Linked DNA regions of Mus musculus: region 1 is linked to region 2. A link is a contact called in public promoter capture Hi-C data. All regions are on one chromosome and are shown on one strand. Each heading gives the region's core, a stretch centred on a gene start, on an enhancer-like site or on the middle of the called end of the contact. The rest is flanking DNA. Distances are from core to core; before and after follow the strand shown.

Region 1 (5,841 bases), core at 2,825-5,324, 2.1 Mb before region 2:
TTGTCTTCTTGTCACAGCCCCTTGAGTTCCTGTTGCTTTGAAAGCTCTCCAATGACTTAAAATATACCTAAAAAGTCTTTTCTGAGAGCTGGCCCTGACCCTCACTGGCTGCAGCACTTGGGAGAATGGGCCTTGCACTTCATGTAGGCAGCGCAGTAGAGCTGGCCCTGGTGGCAGGGGTGTGGGTGAACTGGCCCCAGGGGCATGAACATGAAAAACATGGCCCGGACACTCCTAGGCTATGGGCATGAGGATAATGCCTTTCACGTCCTTGCCTCTTGCCACCCATATCAGTTGGGAGAGCTGGCCTTGGGGTCATGAGAGCAGAAGAGCTGGCCCTGCCCCCCATGAGTTGCAGCACTAGGGAGAGTGGGCCCTGCACCTCCACTAGGTAGCACAGTAGAGCTGGATCTTGGTGGCATGGGTGTGGGTGAGCTGGCCCAGAGAGTCTGAGAGCTGGAGAGGTTGCCCATTGCAGCACTGTGTGAGCTAGCTGGGGCAGTGCTGGAGAGCCATCTGGTGGTGTGGGTGTGGGAGAGCTGGCAGGGTGACCAACTCAGCTATCACCCAGGCCCAGATCTGGGTCTTGGAGTTGGCTCACACCATCATCTATTCCATCTATGAACTGCTGGCTTTCAGAGATGTGAAAAGGCTGGCTTTACAGATTCAAAGGTGCAGGATCTCTACGACACAGGGCAACCACAGAATATCTGAGGGGAATCCTATTGAGGATCCAGCATTGATCGTGTAGCAGAAGCCAGAGGCCTCAGACCAGACCAATGACTCACCGCAATGAACATTTGCAAGTAAAGATGCATGGTCAAAGGGTGTACAGTGGGACACACTACAGCTTTCATGACGAGAATGTGTTCTATGCTTTGTTTTGTTTATTTTTGTATTTTTGTATTTTATTTCCTTTTGGGGGGAGGTTGCAAGGGCAGAGGGAAGATACAGAGGGGTGGGGAGATTGAGTGGGATTGGGGAGCATAATGTGAAATTCACAAAGAAACAGTAAAAAGTTAGAATTAAAAACAATTTTTTGACACCTTTTCTAGTTGAGAGAATTGATCCGCGGCTTGGTAATCTTTCTGTCGAAAGCAGAGCCTGGCTTTGGAGGCTGCACCTTGGTTCTCTCGACTCTGTGGCCTCCCCCAACGGTGCCATCAAGTGGGGACCAAGTGTTCAAACCACCCCACCTCCCAAATTCTAATAAATAAAACTGGTTCTGTAAGTGGCTCGTCTTTGCACCTTCAGTGAAACCTCAGGAAACCTACCCCTGTCTCATGTCAGCATTTTAAAGGTCCCACCTGGGCTAGGGATGTAGTTTAGTGCTAGAATTCTCTCCTGGATAATGCCTTGGATTCTATGGGAAGTACCACAAAAGGAAGTTCTGTACTAAGTAATGAACACCTCAAACTTTAAGAGCAGGGCCATCTTTCTCCTCTAGGACCAAGACGAGTGCTCAGTAGTTTCTTTATTTCCTCACACCCCTCTCCCACTAACTGGGAGATGAGTGGAATTGTGGTACTTGGTGTCTGTGAGGACCTGAGGTGGCAGGTAGCAGGGAGCCGGAGGAAACAGGAAAGTTTCTTGTTAGACTGCGTGTCGTGAGTTGGCGCCAGCCCTTCCTGCTCTTGTCAGAGTTAGTATCAGTTCACGCTCTTTTGGGTGGTTTACAAGGCCTCAGCATCTCTTGATAATGGTGTCTTCCTCTGCCTGGGCTATGGACTTCATCTCCATCAGTCTCTGGGAATCTGGTGGCCAACTGTTCCATGGGTGTCATTTGATCCCTATAGATTCTCTAAGACTCTGCCAATTTGCTTATGGTGACTTTGACAGAACTCCCATAGTCTCTGGCTCTGACCAGCTCTCAGCCCTGTCTGGTGGCTGGCTATCATATTTCTCATCATGAGAAATCCTCCAATTTGAATGATGTCTTGGTCCTTCTGCTTCATCTTTCCTTGGACTTGAGATGGGTGGGAGTCACATCACACTGTCACACTGATAGAGCAGTGATCACATAACTATCCTATCAGGATCCGTTTCAGCCTCTCTCATCTTTTAGGCAGGAATCCATCCAGATTTCTGGATACCTGCACTTTAAGCTCTGGTTTGGTTTCTCCTACCTTATTTTACTTTTATTATATTTAAACATTATTAAAATTATACAATATAGTTTTATTATATTCTTTCCCCTCCCCCAAGTCCTCCCAGGTCCTTCCTCATGTTCTCTTTCAACACCTCCAACAGGAAAAATTGAAACAAAACCCAAAAAGACAAAACTTACTGTCTTAGTTAGGGTTTTGCTGCTGTGAAGAGGCACCATGACCAAGGCAACTCTTATAAGCATAACATTTAATCAGGGCTGGCTTACAGGTTCAGAGGTTCAGTCCATTATCAGCAAGGTGGGAGCAGGGCAGCACCTAGGCAGGCATGGTGCAGGAGATGCTGAGAGTTCTTCATCTTCATCTGAAGGCTGCTAGTGGAAGACTGACTTCCAGGCAGCTAGGAGGAGGGTCTTAAAGCCCACGTCCACAGCGACACACCTACTCTAACAAGGCCACACCTCCAAATAGTGCCACTCCCTGGGCCAAGCATATGTAAACCATCACACTCACCAAACCATAACAAGGACAACCAAAACCACACATGAAACATGGAGTCTGTTTTATGTTGGTCAGCTACTCCTGAGCATGGGACCTACCCAGGAGGGTGACTGATATGCCCAATCGTCCCATTGGAGACAACTGGTTTTCTCTTTCTCATGAAGTATTGATTGCAAATAGCTTCTTCGTCAGGGAGGGGCCTTTGTGCCCACTTCTCTTCTTCAGTGCTGGGATTTTGTCTGTAAAACCAGAGACTGTTGACAGCATGCACAAGACCCGCACAAGTCCACCTTACCGTGCAATGTGCAAGTTACTGGCATTTCTTGCTTCCGGAACTGCTGGTAAGACACCTTTCTATTATACCCTGTTGTGACTTCCTATTAGAACAGGCTGGAAAGAAGTGATCAAAATGGCAACAGCAAACCGGTGAACAGCACATGGAATCTCTCACGGCTTCTATTTTCTCTTTCTGGAGTAAGAGCAGCTTTGCCTGGCTTGTCTGGATCTTTCTAAGCACCACCACCAAACTTTTCAAGAAACCACAGTGTGGAGGAGGAAAGACCAAGGGTGGCTTCCCTCACAAGACACAGCAGACAGTAACATGTCAGTAGCATGAACAGGTGAGACCTAGACAGAAGCTTCCCTGACACATTTTCCAATGTGAGGGTCTAGGAAGAAAAGGAAGGCGAGGCCTTGAGACCTGTCTGTACAGGGGCCAGAGCTACGAATGCAGATCATCGCCTTAAATGGGACATGATCTTTTTGTCCTCCTTCCAGATTCCAGATTCCAAATTCCATTTCCCCCAGTGTGCACTGGTACACTGTATTACTAAACTCTCACCAACATCACGACAACGTTGATAGAAAGCTGTATTGTATGAAAATCTATCTTGGATGAGAATTATCTATGCTCGTGATTAGAATTAGGGCAGATGGTGCGGGGCCGCGGAGAGTAGGGAGAACGCAGGGGCACATCAGACAATAGCCAGCCCCAGTTGTGTCACCAGTAGTGGGTTTCCGCTGTGGAAGGCTAACACGGCTCCCCAAGACTCTCGGGTTCCCAAACGCACAGCGAAGCGGGCCAAGGTAGCTTCGTGAAGACTCAGGACTGGACTCTTGCCATCTTCAGTTCAGGTCCCTTCCCACCGTGCTGTTGCACCCCTGTCAGGTCATCTGCTCTGGGCAGCGTGGGACAGGTGGCGAGTTTTCCAGATTACTGAACATGGTGCAGAATTACGAGTGTGGGTGTAGTAAGGCACCTCCGGGTGTGTTCCCTGGCGGCCGCGAGGTGCCTGCTGACAGTGCTTTGGTTGAGTCCCGGCGCTCTAGGGCAGGACCATACCTAGCTACGTCTTGCTCCAGTCCCATTAGCCCCTCCTAATCCCTAATTTTACCCCGCCTCCATCCCGCTGACCGCGCCCAGCTCCCGGACTCGCCCTGCCCCTGGCCTCCGAGGCCCCGCCCCGCGTCAGCCCTCCCGGAAGCGCCGGCTGAGCGTGTGCATGGCGCGGGAGTCCTGCGCCTCCGAGACTGTCTCTGCCGCTGCTGTGCTCTTCGCCTGGGTACGTGGCTCCGCCCCCGGGCTAGGGCAGAGACGAAGGGGCGAGGAGACCCGGGAGCTCCCGGCGTCTGCGTGGGTGGCAGGGAGCTGGGAGGCGGCGGCCCGAGCTAGGGTCCTGGATTGGAGGATCCTGGGTTGCAGCAAGGAGGAGAGGGTGCGGAGGGAGGGTCTCCCCGCAGTGCCTGAGGGGCCTACTGCTAGCTGTGGGATGAGGACCCGAGGGACTGAAGCACTTCGGGAGGACCCTGCATCCAGAGCAAAGCATCCATTCTGGGAAAGCGCTCGGCCGCCAGACTGCCTAGAAAGACAGCGTGGAGGCTTGGCAGAGAGATCTCGGTCCCAGAGCTCCTGGGGCCACCTGTGTCATCGAACCTGCCTTTTGCTTGGAGGATGGAAGGCTTCTTTCCAGCGCCATCACCCTGGGGAGCGTCCTGTGGATGTGAGGCCTGTGGAGTATGGCCGCGCAAGGCACAGACCCTGCGTATTTGCTGTTACTCGGCTGTGACCAAATCTTTTCTCTTCTGGGGGTGTGGAAGTCTGGGCTGGGCAGGTTTGACACTGCACTTTGACTGACCTATGGTCATCCTTCCGTGTGATTGGAGAGGAGGCTTTATACCCACGAGTGTGGGGGACATGCGTGACAGCATGCATATGTCGGGTGTTGCTGTTCTTAGTATTAAATACCAAAATTGTAATGGAATGCATGATTTGTTAACGGCAGTCTCCTTGACTACAGCGGAGGTGTTCTTGAGAGCGAGTACTGAGCCAGTGGTGTTCACATTGTCTCTCTTGGTGCCTGGCATCTTGTAGACCCCAGGGAAATATTTGTTGACTAAAGAATGAATGAATGAATGAATGAATGAACGAGCGAATGAAACGAATGAATGAGTACTTGTGTGCACAGCCATCTGTTAATGTTTGGGAAATACATAGCTATTCCCAGTTCTTGTGATAGAGGAAGCCATAACAGCTATGTTTTTTGCCAAAATTAGAATTTATCTATATACCTTTCACTTGTTGAGTGTAAGGCTGTCAGAAAGGAGAGCATGGCTTGGCCTGGCTGGCTGGCTCAACTCCTTGAAGTAGCACTTGAACGAGGCTTGGCAGGGGGGGTGGGAGGTGGGGGTTGGGGGGTGGGGTGGGGGTGGGCGTTAGTAACTGAATGTGTTGCTGTCATTTTCCAGCCTGGAGACTGCTGTCTTTTTGGACAGAGGAAAAACACCTGATAGGAAAAGCCTTTCAGCTGTGGCCTTGAATGGACAGAGACAGAACCAGGGCTGAACCTAGTGTGTTTGGAGGCCTGCTGGGGTATTCCTCCTGCTGCGTAATCAGGGAGCATGTATTAGTTGGCCTCCGCTGCCGCTGCCGCTGCCGTGACAAAACACCACAGGCTGGGTTCTTAGACAATAGACATTTATTTTCTCTGTGTTGGAAGTTGCAAGTCCGAGATTAAGGTGTGGGCACTTTTGGTTTCTCTGGGGCCTCAGGTGGCTGTTTCTTTGTGCATGGGCATCCTTGGTGTCTTGGGAAGAGACTAGACAGACTGGATTATGGTCTGTCTCATCATTTAACTTTAATTACCTTTTTAAAGGTGTGTCTCCAAATACAGTCATATTCTGGTATGTCAGAGGTTAGGGCTTTGACATAGGCATTTTGAAGGAACACAATTCATCT
Region 2 (5,840 bases), core at 2,717-5,216:
TCCTCCTCCTCTTCCTCAGGCGCAGTGTCCTCGTGCGTGAAGGGCACTGCGCAGGTGGGCGAGTGGAATCGCAGGCGGTAGAGCAGCCGCACCCAGCGGCCAAACTCGCAGTCGCGGGTCTCTGGAGGAGAGCGCAGTTGCAAGTAGAAGGCGCGGCCAGTTCGGAACTTGACCTTGAGCTGCTGGCGGCTCTCATCATGCACAAACAACTGCACAAATTGCAAGGGAAACAGCCTGAAGAGAGAAGGGGAGGCTCAGTCATGGTCTAGTCCATGTCACCATCGCTGTGGACTCCCACTACTGGATGGGCTGTGTGATGCTTACCGTGGCCAGCCACCAGATTTCTGTCTTAACCTCTCTCGCATCCTGGTCCTGCCCTATCACCAATTTCTCAGTGATACCTTCCGGTTGCACCTCAAATCTCTATCTCCGCCTGAGCCCCATGCTTAGCTTGGCCCAATCAAGTCAAGCCTGGGTCCTCACTGTGGACCAGAGCTCATCTGCTTGCGTGGGGGGGGGGGGGCGGACAGAGGGGTCTCCCCTGGCCTGTTTATAGTCTCGATCACTCCATGTGACAGTTCTCCATCCATCCCGTTGACTTCACCGATGGCTGATGTGAGCTCCTTGGATTCTAAACTCTGGGCTGATTTTGCCGTTTTCCCTACTATGGTTAACCACTGGAAGGTTGCTTATAACATATTTGAATAAATGAATTGCTCACACTTTCAGCTAGATTCAAGGTCCAACAAAGGAAAGGAAGATACAGTCTGGAAAGAGTAACCTGGCTCAGGCCACACTGCAAGGGATGGAAACAAAGCCTGTATTCATAGCTCTGGGGTTTGTTAGCTACAGCAAGGGGTCACTGCACCCTCCTCTGGCCTGGTTCTATTGCTTACAGGACCCGATGTGTCCAACCTCTTTGCTCCTGTGCACACAAATACACAAAGCACATGCCCTCTGCTTCATGGTGTTCCACAGTGGACGATGGATTTCCCTGAAATTGAACAGCTCTCATTGACATTTGCACACTGCTCATGCTGTGCCATGTGCTTCAGGAAGAACTGTCCTGTTACCACATGTGCCAGATGAGGGGACAGAGGTGGAGAAAGGAGGAGAATGAAGGCAGGACTGATCCTAAGCTCTGGGATCAAGAATGTTCCAGCCACAGGGGAGTCACATTGACTCAGCCTGGTGCCAGGAGGAGCCTGGAGTAGGTCTGGGACTAATTGCTAACAGGGTTTGTTTTGTTGACAAGTGTAGTCCAGGCTGGCCTAGAACTAGTTGTGTCACTGAACCTGGCCTTGAACTTCTGATCCTCCTGTCCCGACCTTCTGAGTCCTGGGATGACAGTTTTGAAAGTTTTGTACCACTTTTGTTGGCTACAGGCAGGCAAGGACAGGGTCAGAGAGACCCCTAGATTGCATTTAACATTCAAAGCCTGTTGTTGGAAACTGTAAATCTTACCAGGGCAGAAAACGGAGCGATGTTCTCCACTTAGGTAAGGAGATAATTGGGTGAATTCAGGCATTTTTTTTCTTTCGGCTTTTTTTCTTTTTTTTTTTTTTTTTGAGACAAGGTCTCATACATTCCTGGCTGACTAAAATTTGTAGTTCAGGCTGGATTTAAACTCAGAGATTTGCCTAACTCTGCCTCCCAAGTGCTGTGATTAAACATGTGAACCACCGTGTCCAGCTAAAATCCATCTATTCTTTCCTTCCTCCCTTCCTTTCTTGCATGTGGCAGTCATAGGTCAGTGACTTGCATGTGTGTGTGTGCATTGCATGTGGTGGTCATAGGTTAGTGTTAAAGGTCTTCCTTCTCCTATCATTCTCCTACCTCATTTTTGGAGAGAGACTTCCACTTAACCTGGAGCCAAATGATTGGATAAACTCGCTGACCAGCAAGCTCCAAGGATGGCCCATCTCTGCCTCTCCCAACAGCAAGCTTACCATGGGGCTTGGATGTTTATATGGCTGCTGGGGAGTCAAACTCGGATCCTCATGCTTGCCCTACAGATACTCTACTGACCAGGTCTCTCTCTCTCTCTCTCTCTCTCTCTCTCTCTCACACACACACACACACACACACACACACACTCAGAGCCCCTTTTTACTTTTTTAAGACAGGGCCTCACTAAGTTGTCCAGGTTGCCACTTTCAAAGCTCAATTTGGCCTTGAACCTGCAATCCTGTTTCAGCTGCTCAAGTCTTGGGATGACAGGCCTGTACTATTAGGCTTGGCTTTTTTCTATTTTCTCCCTGTCTTTCGTGAACTGAGATAGGATGAGAAAGGATTCAGGTCTCCAAAAATACCACAGTATGTACATGTCCTGTAAGCGTGTACACGTTTCCTGCATGCAGCTGAGGCAGGGCAAGGCCTAGGCTGGGGGAAGGGGTGTTCTGTTCTATGTGAGGTTTGTACTTGGTGGTATTGATTTTCACAAGTTTTCAGGAAGAGGGGCAGAGTGGACAGTGGACTGTGGGACCCTGGGCCGTGGGCCCAGTCTTTGAGCTTTACTTTATCTCTCTGGGACAGAGTACCTGGAAAGCAGAAAGCACTGTGTAAACAGCCACCATCCTGACCCTGTGATGCCACTGAGGGCTGTCCTCCCTCATCTCGCCTGACTTCTGACCTCTGTGAAGTGCCCTGCCATTTTTCTTAGTGAAGAGGTTTGGTGGTGATCTTGGTCCCTGGGTGGCAAAATGGCGGCAGGGAGGTTGGAGGAAGTTGGGACTTAGAGGGGCAGTCACCCGAGGAGCTGCAGGTGTCCATTCTCCTTGTCAGGGCCGGCCAGCAGCAGCAGGTCTGGCAGCTCCAGGGCAGGACTAGAGGCTGCCACCCCCATGGTGACCTTGTTGGCGACTTCTCCAAACCGGGTCACCTGGGGCCAAAGGTTAAGAGGATCGATAGATGGAGAACAGAACTCAACAGGAATCTGATTGGGTCTTGGGGATCTTGACAGAGTGAAAGGTCATGAACTAGGGGAGATGAACAGTAGGTTAGGGATTGGGAATGTGGCTCAGAATATAAGCACACATGCCTAGAATCCCCCGGTGCAGGGCTAGGGTGTGACTAAGGGGTAGAGCTCCTGCTGAATAACGAGTGAAGCCCAGAGTACCAGCCATATTACCTCTAAAAAGGAAAAAAAAAAAAAAAAAAAGGCTTGTGGGCCAAAGATTTTAGGATTAAAGGACAAGAACCATATGTGTACAGTCAAGGAAACTGAGACAAAGGCTTCTGAAGACACAAAAAGCCCAGCGGGCTCAGAGGTGATGTGGATCACTTGGAAAGAACGACAAATGATGGGGGAGATCCGTACATCAACGGGTCGGAGGTCCGGGGCTCCACACCTGCACGAAGTTGCTTTCAAAGATGGGAAAGTCGCGCAGCTGGTCGAACTCGCCGCTCAGGAGGTGGCGTTGGAGGCGCCCAGGGCGGCACGGGGCGTAGGCTGGAGCCAGGGGGCGGTCTGCAGGGGCGAAGCGCGAGCATCCATCCCAGGATGCCAGGTACATGAACTCTGACCGAGGGCGCATGCGGGGCAGCGGCCTCCGCATTGCTGGTCCCATACCTTCCCCGGCTCCCTCTCTAGGGCCAACCCCTCCAGGCAGAAGTCCTTTTGTCACCTTCCATCCCCTCAGAACTGGTCTCACCTGCTCCGCCCCGAGCGGCCTTAAGATCTCGACCGCCCTTCATCGCCACGCCCCGGCCCTGGGGAGGAACGCCGAGTGAAGCCTGGGACAGACAGATAAAGGGTGGGGCCTAGAGCTTGTGACTTTACAATAGGGTGCCCGGCGTTCCGTGACGTCAACGACGTCACTTCTCTCCCAGGTGGTGTCACCGGGAACGTGAGCCCTAGAGACCCGGATGGAGAAATGGCCGCCCTGACTGCGGGAGCAGGCGGACGGGCGCTAGTGCGCAGGCGCGGCGTGCGGCGCAGGCGCGTGAGCCTCAGGATGAACCCTGTGTTTCCTAGCGGGCTGTATGGCTCTCGGTTTTTCTCAACGCTCCCGTATGGTGGCCGCGGGTGCCGGGGTGACCCGGCTGCTAGTGCTCTTGCTGATGGTAGCCGCGGCTCCTAGCAGAGCCCGAGGCAGCGGCTGCCGGGTCGGGGCCTCCGCGCGTGGGGTGAGTGCTAGTGGCCGGGGCGGGGCGGCCTCCTGTGGGCGCTAGATGGACCCCATCATGAATATTCATGAGAGGATGTGGTTTGCTCGGAACCTGAGCTGCGTGGAGTAGTGGTAGCTAGCCTCTCATCTCCGTGCTTGGGAGGCTGAGGCTGGAGGATCAAGGAGTTTGAGGCTAGCTTGGATTGCTTGAGATTGTCTCAAAAATACAAAAATGGGGGTGTGATGGTGCACGCTTTCAATACCCCTATTCGGGAGGCAGAGACAGGTGAATTTCTGAGTTCGAGGCCAGCCTAGGACAAAGGGAGTTCTAGGCCAACCAGGGCTACACAGTGAGACCCTGACTCAATAAGTAATTAATAAAGATATGGCAAGGAAGCAGTGCTCTAGTGCTAGGGTTGGAATCATGTTTCTGAATATGCACGAAGAAGTCAGGTCCTTCAGGAGCCAGAGTGCTGTAGGATGCCTGGCTAGGAGAAGCTTGAAATTAAGACATCTAAGGCTTAGGCCTGGGTGTGGGGTGCAAGGTCACCTTGGGCTACCTAAGGTCCTGTTTCAAAAAAACCCCAAAAATAGGGTGCTGGAGAAATGAGGGCCAAGAGAACTGACTGCTTTTCTGGAGTACCTGGGTTTGCTTTCTGGCACCTACCTAGAGGCTCACGACTGTCTGCTAACTTCAGTTTTTGGGGATTGCACATTCTCTTCTGGCACACCAGGTACCAGGCATGCACACAGGGCACATAGGTACATGCAGCAGATATCCATACACAAAATTAAAAAAAGAAAAATTACAAAGAAATTAAGCTGATGGTGGTGGTGCTCATGTGTAACCCCAAGCGCTCAGCAGACGTAGGCAGGAGGATCATCTCCGGTCTGGATCAGGGAGTGATTTAGTGGGACTCTGCTTCAGAACCGTGGGAAAGAAAGTGTGGATCTAGGATGTGCCAGAGAGAAGTGGGCTTCTTGCCAATGTGAATGGTCAGAGTATTAGCATGTGCAAAGGAAGTGAACTCGTGAATGAAAACCTGAATGACCTGGGGTGGGGGGCAGAGCAAGGTGGTATTTACCTGTAGTAGCAGCACGAAGAGGTGGAGGCAGAAGAATTGTGAATCAGAGGTTAGCTCGGGCTGTGCACTGAGACTCTCAAAACCAAAAAAACCAACAAAAAGATAACGACCCGGGCATTGGACATGAGAATAACAAGCTTTTAGAGTTTTCTTTGGGCTATGGAAATGGACTGTGTCATGAGAGGCAGTCCTGGGCAGAGCACCTGTGATTGGATGTGAGCATGCAGCTACGGCCTGTCCTTCAGCCTGTCCTTCTGCCCCGCCCAGAGCGTGAGTGGTTCTTACTTGGGGTCCTTGTCTCCCTTGCAGACCGGGGCCGATGGCCGTGAAGCTGAGGGCTGTGGCACCGTGGCTTTGCTGCTGGAGCATTCATTTGAGCTCGGTGAGATCAGTGTGTCTTCAGCCTTACGCCTGCCCTTTGGTGGCGAGGGCGGAAAGCACAGACAGGAGAGGACTTGTCTTTAGATGCCCCATGCCTGTGGCTTCAAGGTTTCAAGGGTTTAGTGCTTGTCAGTGTGCCCAAGGGCCTGGGTTGCATTTCTGCTAATGAAGATTATAAACATACACATATACATATATATGCATATGTAAATATATACACATGCACCACATGTACACTCCACACATATACTGATTCATACATATG

The links. Capture Hi-C pulls out chosen DNA fragments and counts their contacts.
Region 1: a promoter capture Hi-C map of liver shows a contact between it and region 2, with 2.5 times the contacts expected there. The contact joins the promoter of Sergef here to the promoter of Emc10 in region 2.

Annotation. Positions count from the first base shown.
Region 1 is chr7:46,638,040-46,643,880 of GRCm38.p6, reverse strand. It overlaps Sergef (secretion regulating guanine nucleotide exchange factor), which reads left to right and starts at 4,074. Exons shown (of 11, transcript NM_013789.2): 1 at 4,074-4,168. The coding sequence starts at 4,109.
Region 2 is chr7:44,494,544-44,500,383 of GRCm38.p6, reverse strand. It overlaps Emc10 (ER membrane protein complex subunit 10), which reads left to right and starts at 3,966. Exons shown (of 7, transcript NM_197991.3): 1 at 3,966-4,128; 2 at 5,504-5,576. The coding sequence starts at 4,015. It overlaps Fam71e1 (family with sequence similarity 71, member E1), which reads right to left and starts at 3,789. Exons shown (of 5, transcript NM_028169.2): 1 at 3,654-3,789; 2 at 3,351-3,469; 3 at 2,751-2,881; 4 at 1-234. The coding sequence starts at 3,696.